2 separate regions of the Anser cygnoides genome follow, and region 1 is linked to region 2. A link is a contact called in public Hi-C data. All regions are on one chromosome and are shown on one strand. Each heading gives the region's core, a stretch centred on a gene start, on an enhancer-like site or on the middle of the called end of the contact. The rest is flanking DNA. Distances are from core to core; before and after follow the strand shown.

Region 1 (4,841 bases), core at 1,579-4,078, 39 kb after region 2:
AAAAAGTTCACTAAATATAGACTGGGGGCTTTTTTGGGAATTCTCTCAGCAGTAAGTCTCATAAAGCCACGGAGAAGCTGAATCCCCTGGTAATGCTGGGGAGGTATCGGGTGTAACTGACCTCTCCGTGGGGCTGGCTTGTCCACGGGGCGCTGGCGCTTTCCTCTGTGCACACTTGCGAGTGAGTTACTTTTCTGTAGCAAAATGCTTGTAAAAGCAGCCCTAAGACTTCCAGCCAAACTGAAGAATTCCCCACTAGAAAGCAAGTCCTCAGTACCTGCGAAATGGAAATGCGTGTTTGGGTTCCTGAATGTGCTTTCTTTTTTCTTAGTGTTTTCAATTGGTTAAGTGCACATCATTTTTTGTTTTGTTTTGTTTTGTTTTTCCCTTTTCTGAATCAAAGCCAAGCATAAGGGAAGAGTCTGAGAATCCAAATACAAAACCTTTATGTGGCAGATTTCCTCGGTAGGAACAATATTCTTAGTTTTAAAAATCGGAGAGTGGGTTTTATTTATGCAAGGAGGTTGTGTTGTTGCTTGCAAGCTTCTGTCACTCCAGTTTTTAAAAAGTTTTTGTTTTCTAATATATTTTTATCCCAGTTATTGAAACTTCATTGTATTTTTAGCAGTGCTGCTGCTATTAATGTAGAAGAGAAGAGACACAACAAAGGACCATTGGTTGCTAGGGGATAACTTGCAAAGTTAAATTAATTCATTTGAAGTGTTTTGCAAAAATACATGGACAGAGGCTGTGGTTAGATGAAATGGTTTAAAACTTCAGTTAGCTTGATGTAGCACTGGCTTGGGAGTTGTTTGGGAGTGTATGCTATCTAAAACATATGCTGCAACAGCCGAAAAGATGCCGTATTTTAATCTATTCCTACTCAGCAAGCTCTTTTCGTTTTGCTGTCCTGTATGGTTACAGAACAGCAAGCAGTTTTTGCTCCTCACTGGAACCTAAGACACTATCTTAATGCAAGTAACAGCAGTAGTGGTTAAACACTAATAATTCAAAGTTAGCAAGAGATGTTGGCACCTTCCTATCTCAGCCTTTTGGTGTGGCACCAGTTGGAGAGAGCCCAGATGAATAATATAGACAGGTTTTCAAAAAAAAAAAGACTTGTGTAGTTTCTAAGAACCTGTTTTTTTTCTAGGGCTCATTAGCCAGGGTTTGCTACTTGTTTTTCTTCCTCTCCAATGTACTGTATTCATTTTAAAGGGATTACTTACAGAAAATAAAACTTCAAAACAAAACTTTTCTGTAAATGTATGAACTGAGTTTTTTTTTTGAATTGTTTTTGTTTTTAATCATTTTTTTTGGCTCTATGAAGAATTCTCAGAAATAAGGATATGGTTTTACTGAAAGCATTTTTATAAATTCAGTTTCTCAAAGCATGTAAGGAAGTAGAAACTGGAGGTTTCAAACCCAGGTTTGAGCAAGTAACAAATACTTTCTTACTTATCTACCAGAAGAGGAAAGATAATTACTTGTTTTTTACAGGGCTGAAAGATACAATTGAAGGTGGAATATTGTGTTGCATTTTAGTGCATTTCTAACATATTTACCCTGCATACATTTGAGTCATTTATCTGTATCTTTTGCCAGGGTTGACTTTGCTATGAAGATGGGAATTTCTAACCTAGACCACATTATAGGTTAGGACTGAGAGCACCAGTGTCTAGGGACACAGATCATGGTGTCCAGAGCTGGAAAAATTAAGCTGCTTTTACAATTTCCTATATGATGTACTCACAGCTCAGTTGAGAAGACTTAAAAGTTTACCTTTTGTTCAAAATAGGGCTTGGCATTGCTTCACTGGTTTTAATGGTTATTTTTTTTTTCTTGCTTTCATTTCAGGTCAAGAAGACTAGCTGGTTTTGCTTCTCTCTTAATCAAGACTTCTGCTTTAATTTTGACGAGTGCAGACATGCTGTTAGAGATTTAAGCAATTTTGGAAGATGCGTAATGGGTTAGAGTTCAGTGCCCTGCTGTTAGCTGCTCCCTATCGCTGTAGGTGACAAGGGAGAAGATAACTAAGAAAGTAAAATGAGGCTCTTAATGCTAGCCCCCAACTTCCTACGTTAGTGGATTCATTTTCAGGGCTTAACTTTGCAAGCTTTGCTCATGTTGCTGGGCACTAATGCAGCTAGGTCTGCAAGGGTATCGCGAGGTAAAGTTGGAAGGAATACCAGTGTAGTGATTGCGGTGCAGTAAATGGAAGGCTGATGCTTTTAAATCTTTTTTTTTTTTTCCCGATAGTTGTCATCAGTGTTTGCTTTAATATCTTGGGAGTGCTCTCTGTTGCTGCTGCTGGCCAGCTATGGAAGTGATGGTGAGCCATAAATGATTATGGATGATGAAGGAGAAGAGTAGGTTTTGAGGAGGGAGAGGAAGAAGGGGGAGGTTGTGGTGCACCCGGCAGCCTCAGGGACCAGGTGATTTTTGGTATAAATGGCATTCTGGCACCATAAATAAGGTTGAAGGAAAAGAGAGAACTTTGAGGAGAGTAAGGGTAGAGTCACTGCAGAGATGAGAGCTCAGGGCAAGAATGGTTAGGGTTCTCCTGCTAGGGGCTGTTTTCACTACGCAGAGGGTGGGAACTGGGACTCTGGTTTCCTCTGGTTAAATGGGGCTGGCCTTGAGCTTGGGCCAGGCATGAGCTTGGTTATTGATTTGAAAAAGAGGATTACAGCAGATTTGTGAGGAAGAACTGTAACTGATGACCTTTGACCTAAGCACGGACACAAACTCTCAGCATTTGTTCTGTCTTTATTTTCCCGATGAAGTCTCCAGCGTGCTATGGTGCTAATTATTCTTTATCATAAAAAAATGGTAATACCACGCAGCATGGTCAGGCAGCTATAATACAGCCGTGCTAAATCTAAGGCTACCTCAGAGTAAATTTTTTTTTTAATCTTTATCTTTAGAAGTTATGCAAACATTTGAAAACAAAGCAAATAATCCTTGAGATTATTACTATTAGGGAGTTTGGAGGTAAGGTGTTTTCTTTCTTTCACCCATACCTGAAGCAAAACCTTGCAGTTCCTGCTCTGGATTGGCAGTATTCAGAGTCCTGAATTCAAAGATTGGCAAATCTGTTTTATTTAACCTTACAAAAATAATAATGATTGTAATAGTTGTATTTATATAGGGATTGTTCTCAACATTTTAGACAAATGCTAGGAGTGTCTAGAAATGAATGACCGTACCCTTCAATCAGAGCCACAAGACAATATTGAAGTTACACTGCTTCAAAAAGATTGGGCAGTTTGGAAAAGTAATAGCTAAATATTGTTGCTAAAACTTTCCCCCAGAGATGAAAATAAGGCCTGTTTTGGTTAAAATGTCTTGAAAAGTATTTAACGGATAAATTAACATGCTACTATGATTATTTCCACATTGCTTTTGCAGACTAACTGGAAATAAATCTTCCCTGGTGGGTCTGCCCCACAGGCACTCATGTGGGTATGCACAGGTGTGTGTGAAACAGCCATCCTCTGCCTCTGGTGCCTGATCCTTGTGGATGCGATGATGGGGTGCTGGTGTGAGGGTCCTCTGTCCTCGTGTCAGCCTACTTAGGACACATAGAAGCAGACTATGGTGTGAGCTACAATCTCCATGCAGGTGTGGAGGATGAAGGAAGGGGAAGAATTGCCATTTCCTTGTCTTCCAAATGGTGACAAGGTCATTGTAGTCTTGGGAGCACTTCTGTAGGGCACAGTGGAAACTCCCGAAGCCTTCAGTCCCCATCTTACTTATTAGCAACAAGCGCAGAGGTTGGGCCACCTGGCAGAGCAAGGGCAGGTGCTTTCCCATATTGGTGTCTAGAGATGCATTGGTTTGTGCCTTCCTAGAACACATTTATCCTTGTTATTGAACACACAGTGCTGTACAAGTGCTTTATCTATCTACATTGTTTTCACAGTTGTCTATTGTCTACTCATGCTTCTGTTTTCAGGAAAAAAATTCTTTCTGCTTGACTAATTAATAAAACTAAATCCTATCAGAAACATAAGATACCGTATCGCTGACCTAAAAAGTGATGATTTTTCCTGTGATTCACATAACTTGTGCATTCCTTCTACATGGTTCGGCAAAGCTGTTTGTATTGCAAAGTCCTACCCACCACACTTTGACTTTGAAGCTTCCAGAGGAATAGTAGTCTTCAGGAGAGAGAAGGACATTTCATATTCTTTACTAACTTCATAGCTTACAAGGTGTTGGAAATGTAAGGCTCTGTTTGTAGTATTTTTTACAACTCTGCATATTAATCGTAGTTTAGAGCTCATATACTACAAGATTAATTGACTCTGCCCACTGGGGAGCATGTATCAGAATTCGTTGTTTCCATCTTTCATGGTGCTTGATATTAATAGCCCCCAAATGAAAGTCTTATTTCCAGTACATTTCTGAAATAAATTAGGCTCTTCATCTCACGCTGGTTGTCAGTAGAGTAGACAGCTGTGTTTGTGCCCTCCTAAATCTTCCCTTGAAGCATTTTGTCAGACACGTTTTTTTTTTAACGTTTAATTGACATAGGTCAATCGTACACGTCAGTCTGCAACATCTATTTCTGTATATGAAGACATACACATGTGGCTGTTTATTCCAGTAAAATACATTATTCCAGTCTAAATCTAGCTCTGAGTTTGAAGAGCTGTCATTGTGGCTGAAAAACCAATGGAAGCTTAAATCCAAGCAGTGCTGTAATGATGGATGGATGTAAGGGAGCTCTCAGGAGAACTAGAAAACACTTCTCTCTCTAATCAAATTCACTCACGGATCAATTGCCAAGCTACACACCAAAGATGTTGTGCATTTCTTTCACCGTTGTTGCCCAA
Region 2 (4,946 bases), core at 733-3,232:
ATTAGATCACAGGAAAACATGAAAAACCTGTAGCAGTGTCGGAACAGTGAAATAATTACTGTTGACCAGCAACTGTATCTATTAATAATAAGTTTTACAGCAGTGTGGTAAAGTTCCTCCTGATACGCAACATTATGTTTCAGTGGATAAATGCAAATGACTGCCGAAACATAATGTTGATCATTACAGTCTATGCCACTGTAAAATTGCTTCTAAAAGGCAGTATGTCTTGGAAGAGTCTCTATTGACTTCACATTTTTACAGCTGTTCCTGCAAGTTTCTCAGATGATGCCTATTAAATCAAGGATTTATAACTCTTTTATCCTCTCAGTATGTTCTCAGCAGCTCTTATGATCACCTAGAAAGTACAAAAACAGCAGGTTAATGGAAATTTTCAACGTTTTCCAATAATAAATTTGATAGGCTACGGCCATAAAATTGTGGAGTGTGCTCAGTTGTCTCAGTTGCAAGCTGGAAGCTGTGTACTCCCGTTTTATTTCATTTCTGCCTTTCTGAACTCCTGCATGCTGCCTTTCTATTCCGCAGAATTGAAATGCTGGGGATAAGATAAAATATTATAATAGGGCAGGTGTGCTTTTTTTCCTGCTTTCACAGGCAGCCGTATCATTTCTCATAAAGAATTCAGATCCTCATCTAAGTCATTAGTTCAGATAAGTCGGGTGGGTAATGGAAATAAAATTAACATCTAAACAAAGCAGAATCATCTGTAGACTACTGCGTGGACTGTTTCATCTTTGTGTGTCCAGAAGCTTTCCAAATCTGCCATTAGTGGAAAAAAATCTATGGATTTCAAGGAAATTGGACCAGATATTTGAGGGACCAGTATAAACCAACTCTGCTTGCTTCACTTGGAAGTGCTAATTAGAATGCAAAGGGCTAGGGATGCCATTCTCATGATACCGTTGACTTAATTAGGCAATAATTTCACCCTTGAAGTTTTAAGAAAATCATTAATTTTGCCCTTTAACTGTGTAGCCACAAAACTGCCGATAGCTTTGCCATTTGTATCACGTCTGAAGTTCTGGAAGTTACTAACACTATTGCCTATGGGCACCAGAGTGGACTACCAACTGCTTCGTGCTCTGGTACCACTAATAAATTCAGGGGAAAAAAAGCATTTTTCCTGCCTTGCTGTCCTCCAAACTCCACCTTCACTCTGCGGTTAATTTGAATTTCACCGTTTATACCCAAAAGCAATACGCTGTCAGCCCATACCGAGTGTTCGGTGAACTGTGCAACTCCATTGTCCTGGGTGAAATCCATGAAAAAACGCGAGTGATATTTGCAAAACCTTTTGACTTCTGAGTGCTTTGAGGAGAAAATTGCTCAGCGATTTCATCGATGCTGAGGTTACTGATGATGCACCAGTTTTCTCCCCTCACTCTGTGTTGGTTCTGTCGCACTAACAGAAGCGCAAAGGACCACGAGGAGCACCTGGTTCTGTGTGGTGGCTCTCCTCAGACATCAGGTGGGAAAGCAGAAAGCTTCCGTTTCCAAATTCTCTGTGGTTTAGTGTCTTGGTTTCTTCGTACTCACACATGTGAGGGAGAATACTCAGACATACGGTCTGATTTTTGGGTGGTCCTGTGCGGACCCAGGAGCCGGGGGCTGGATGATCCTTGCGGGCCCCTTCCAACTGGGGCTACTTTGCGGTTCTCCGGTTCAGCTAGCAGGCAGCTGCCTGGGTCAAGGCGCAGCGAGCTGTGCCAAGCATTCCCTGAGAGAACCACACCGGGCCGAGGGGAGCAGGGGTTTTTACGGGGTCCCTAGCGCCAGCCCGGCCTCGGGACCCCGACCCAGCCCGGCGGCCCGCCGGCGCGGCCCCTCAGCGCCACCTCAGCCCCCCGCCGGCCCCCGGCGGCTCGGAGGGGGGCTCCCCGCCGGTCCTCCCGGGCTGCCCCCGCCCCGCTGCAATGCCCCGAGCCTCCGGAGCGGGGAGGCAGCGCCGCCAGCGCCCCGCCCGCCGCCACCGCCGCTGTGCCGGGGCAGGCGCCGAGCAGGTGGCCGCGGGCAGCGGCATGTGAGCGGCCCCCGGCTGCTCCCCGCTCCCCCTCCGCAGCCAGGCGGCCGCCGGGCCCCCTCGCCTTGCCGTGTCCCCGTCCCCCCGTCGCCGGGCCGGCCGGGGGCTGAGCGCCGCGCCCCGCCGGGGGGCGGCCGTGGCGGAGGGCGGAGAGGAGGAGGAGGAGGAGGAGGAGGAGGAAGGCTGCGAGGGGCCGGAGGGACGCGGGAGCACCCCCCCGCACACCCCCGCAGGATGAAAGTCACGGTGTGCTTCGGGAGGACGCGGGTGGTCGTGCCCTGCGGGGACGGGAACATGAAAGTTTTCAGCCTCATCCAGCAAGCCGTCACCCGCTACAAGAAGGCGATCGCCAAGGTGAGGGAGACGGAGGGGGGCGCGGGGAGCGGCGCCCGCGATCAATATGGCGCTTCCCGGAGCGGGGAGGGAAAAGTCCGGGCTGCCCCGCTCCGCCCTTTGTTCGCCGGTGCCCGGCGGCGGCAGGCGGCCCCCGGCGGGGTGCGGTTGAGCCGCGGGGGCCGCCTCGTCCCCGGCCGGGCACGGAGGGACGCGGGGCCCCGGCGCGGTGCCGGCTCTGCCCCGGGGGCCGAGGCGCCGAGCGCGGCCGGCCGGCTGCGGGCCGGGCGCGGGGGCCGCTGGAAATCCAGCCCCAGGCTTCCCGGCCCTCCAGGCCCCGCGGGGACGGCGGCCGGGGGCAGCCCCCCTGAGGGGCCCGGGGCGGCCGGAGCGGCTCCGCGGGTGCGTGAGGCCCCGGCCTGCCGAGGGGCCGGTCCCGGCTCCCGCTTGTGCCGGCCTCCCTCAGCCCCATGTTGAAATCTCCGGCGGTGCGAGCACGCTCGGCTTGCCTTCCGCAGCAGATCTGCTGGGGCTTCTATCCCCCGTTTTTAAAAATCCTTCTTCTTTTTCTTGCACGTTGTTGTTGCAAACTTCTCAGTCAGCCGGTTTGTTGGGACGGGAAACTTAAGCAAGCTCCCTTCCCTTTTTTTCCACCTGGTTCATTCAAGTGGTGGATTAAGCTTCGCTTCCTTAGCCATTCCGGTGGTCTTCACTCAATCTGGACGTTTTGTTTTGGCAAATGCTGACTTGGAGGCTCACTGAAACCGCGCCTCGCTGCTGGAGGAGCTCTGTGAATAGTACTGACTGGTCTGAGGGGGTTCCCAGCAAAGTTTTTGAGATTGGTTTCCTTAGAGCCCTGTATGCTGCGGGGAGAAAAGTAACCGACGTTCCCCTCACCTCCCTGCTTTATTCCTGAAGATCATGGTTTTGGAGGGAAAAACCAGGAAATGTTCTCGATACGCTTTTATTACACCTCTTGCAGCAGTTGTGTCTCTGGCTGGAAGAGGAATAAAACAGCTTGCTAGGGAATGGCTGCACACCAGCTGTTACCTGCGCGCTGCGGCGGTGCGCGCAGCGAGCTGCGTGCGCGGGTGAGGCGGTGGGCGAAAGTGCCTCTGCTTCAGGTAACAGTGAGCAGCCAAGCACGTCCCCCGGGGGAGTGTTGCGTGCTTCATCGGGGCGTTCAGATGAGGAGAGCTTGCAGAATTCATTTTTAAGAGTTACGGCATTGATAAGGATTCATTATTTTGATGTCTCGTGTTCCAAACCTGTGTCCCGCGGGGAGGTAGCTCGGGTGCCACTGACCTTCGTTCCTGCTTCCAGCCGTTGAATGGAGTTCGGGGATGGCGGTAAGGCCCTGCGGTGTGATGTGGAGGCTGGGAGCGACTGCAGCAGAGGGAAGGCGTGCTGGTCACCGGGAAAGGGCTCTGGTTGCAGGTGGCACGGCTTGTCCGGGAGGGAGATGGCCCACCTGTGGAAAAACAAAAACGTTATGATGTAACTCTTCTTCAACCGTGCTGGTGTATTTACTAACAAGACCATTTGCAGATGTGCGGACAGACTTGGCCTGCCCCTTGGTCCCCCGTCCCCAGAGCTCTCAATCCGGGGTTTCAAATGACACGTTTTTTTTTTTTTTATTTATTAGTATTTATATGGCGGTTATGCTGTATGCCAGCGGTATGGACTTGAGGTAGTCATAATTACTGAGATTGCTTCTATTATATGGAAATAGTGTGGTTGAAAGCACAGTAAGCAGAGTCCACGGGCTTTTCTCTGAGTGCTGTACATAGGCACTGTCACACCTTGCTTTTAACTTAACTTCTGAAGCTTTTCCACGGCGATGTGTGGCAGCGAGGAGACGGCTCCTCAGTGCCTCGTGAGCAAACCCATCCTGGTGTTTCCTGTGCTCGCTGTAGCGTAACATGGCTTCAGTGGCAGGGTTTCATAGATTGCTGTCTGTTTGTAGCACTTAGATGGTTGGTGTCTGTGCTAGTGTAGCAACTGAGCAAGTCTTTGCTTCAGAAAGAGACAGAGAGGAAACAAAGTAATTCCTGCACTGCCAGGGTAAAGGTATGTGGGCACATCTGAAGGCAGGATCTGGCAGCTGGCATCAAGCTGACACCGAGCTCTGCTTAACCACGACTGTGCTGTTAGGGAAAAAAGCGTATCTGGTGGAACATTATTCAGAATCCTTTAATTATGTTTATGGTTTTCATACTGACAGGAAAAACAGCGTTTCTCATCCTGCGAAAAAAGAGCGTGCCTGCTTTATGCAGCAGTTCCTGCAGGAGAACCACTTGAAGCACGCGAGAGCTGAAGTGCCAGCTGCTCTGAGCCTGCCTCGCGCTTTGCTGTGGTTTTCAGGTTACGGTTAGCAGTAAGCTGCCCTGCCTGGGTAGCGGTGGCGAGACAGCAAGGCTTCGTGCTTGCAGGCTGCCACGAGCAAGTAACTTCAAGCTTTGACCTCGGTTCGAGTTTTCTCGACTTGGTGTTATTTAGGTTAAGTAGACGTGCTGGGAACGGAAGGAATGCGGACAAAAATAAGGAAGGTGATAGTAAGGTTCTCCTCTCT

What was found. Hi-C and Micro-C count contacts between places; a contact is called where the count stands out from the background.
Region 1: a contact with region 2 is called in a Hi-C map of liver, with 4 times the contacts expected there. The contact joins the enhancer-like site here to the promoter of PARD3 in region 2. A contact is called at or near these places in 4 of 7 Hi-C or Micro-C datasets (fetal liver and liver).

The regions. Positions count from the first base shown.
Region 1 is chr2:14,865,768-14,870,608 of Taihu_goose_T2T_genome, forward strand. All of the region lies in intron 1 of PARD3 (par-3 family cell polarity regulator), which reads left to right. Among named protein-coding and RNA genes, the nearest start is that of PARD3, 39 kb to the left of the region's middle. Within about 2 kb of position 2,829, at least 1 of the 3 cell types and tissues checked has open chromatin away from gene starts, as enhancers often do. A contact at or near this core is called in liver, where this site is marked.
Region 2 is chr2:14,827,673-14,832,618 of Taihu_goose_T2T_genome, forward strand. PARD3 (par-3 family cell polarity regulator) reads left to right here and starts at 1,983. Exons shown (of 23, transcript XM_066991516.1): 1 at 1,983-2,395. The coding sequence starts at 2,276.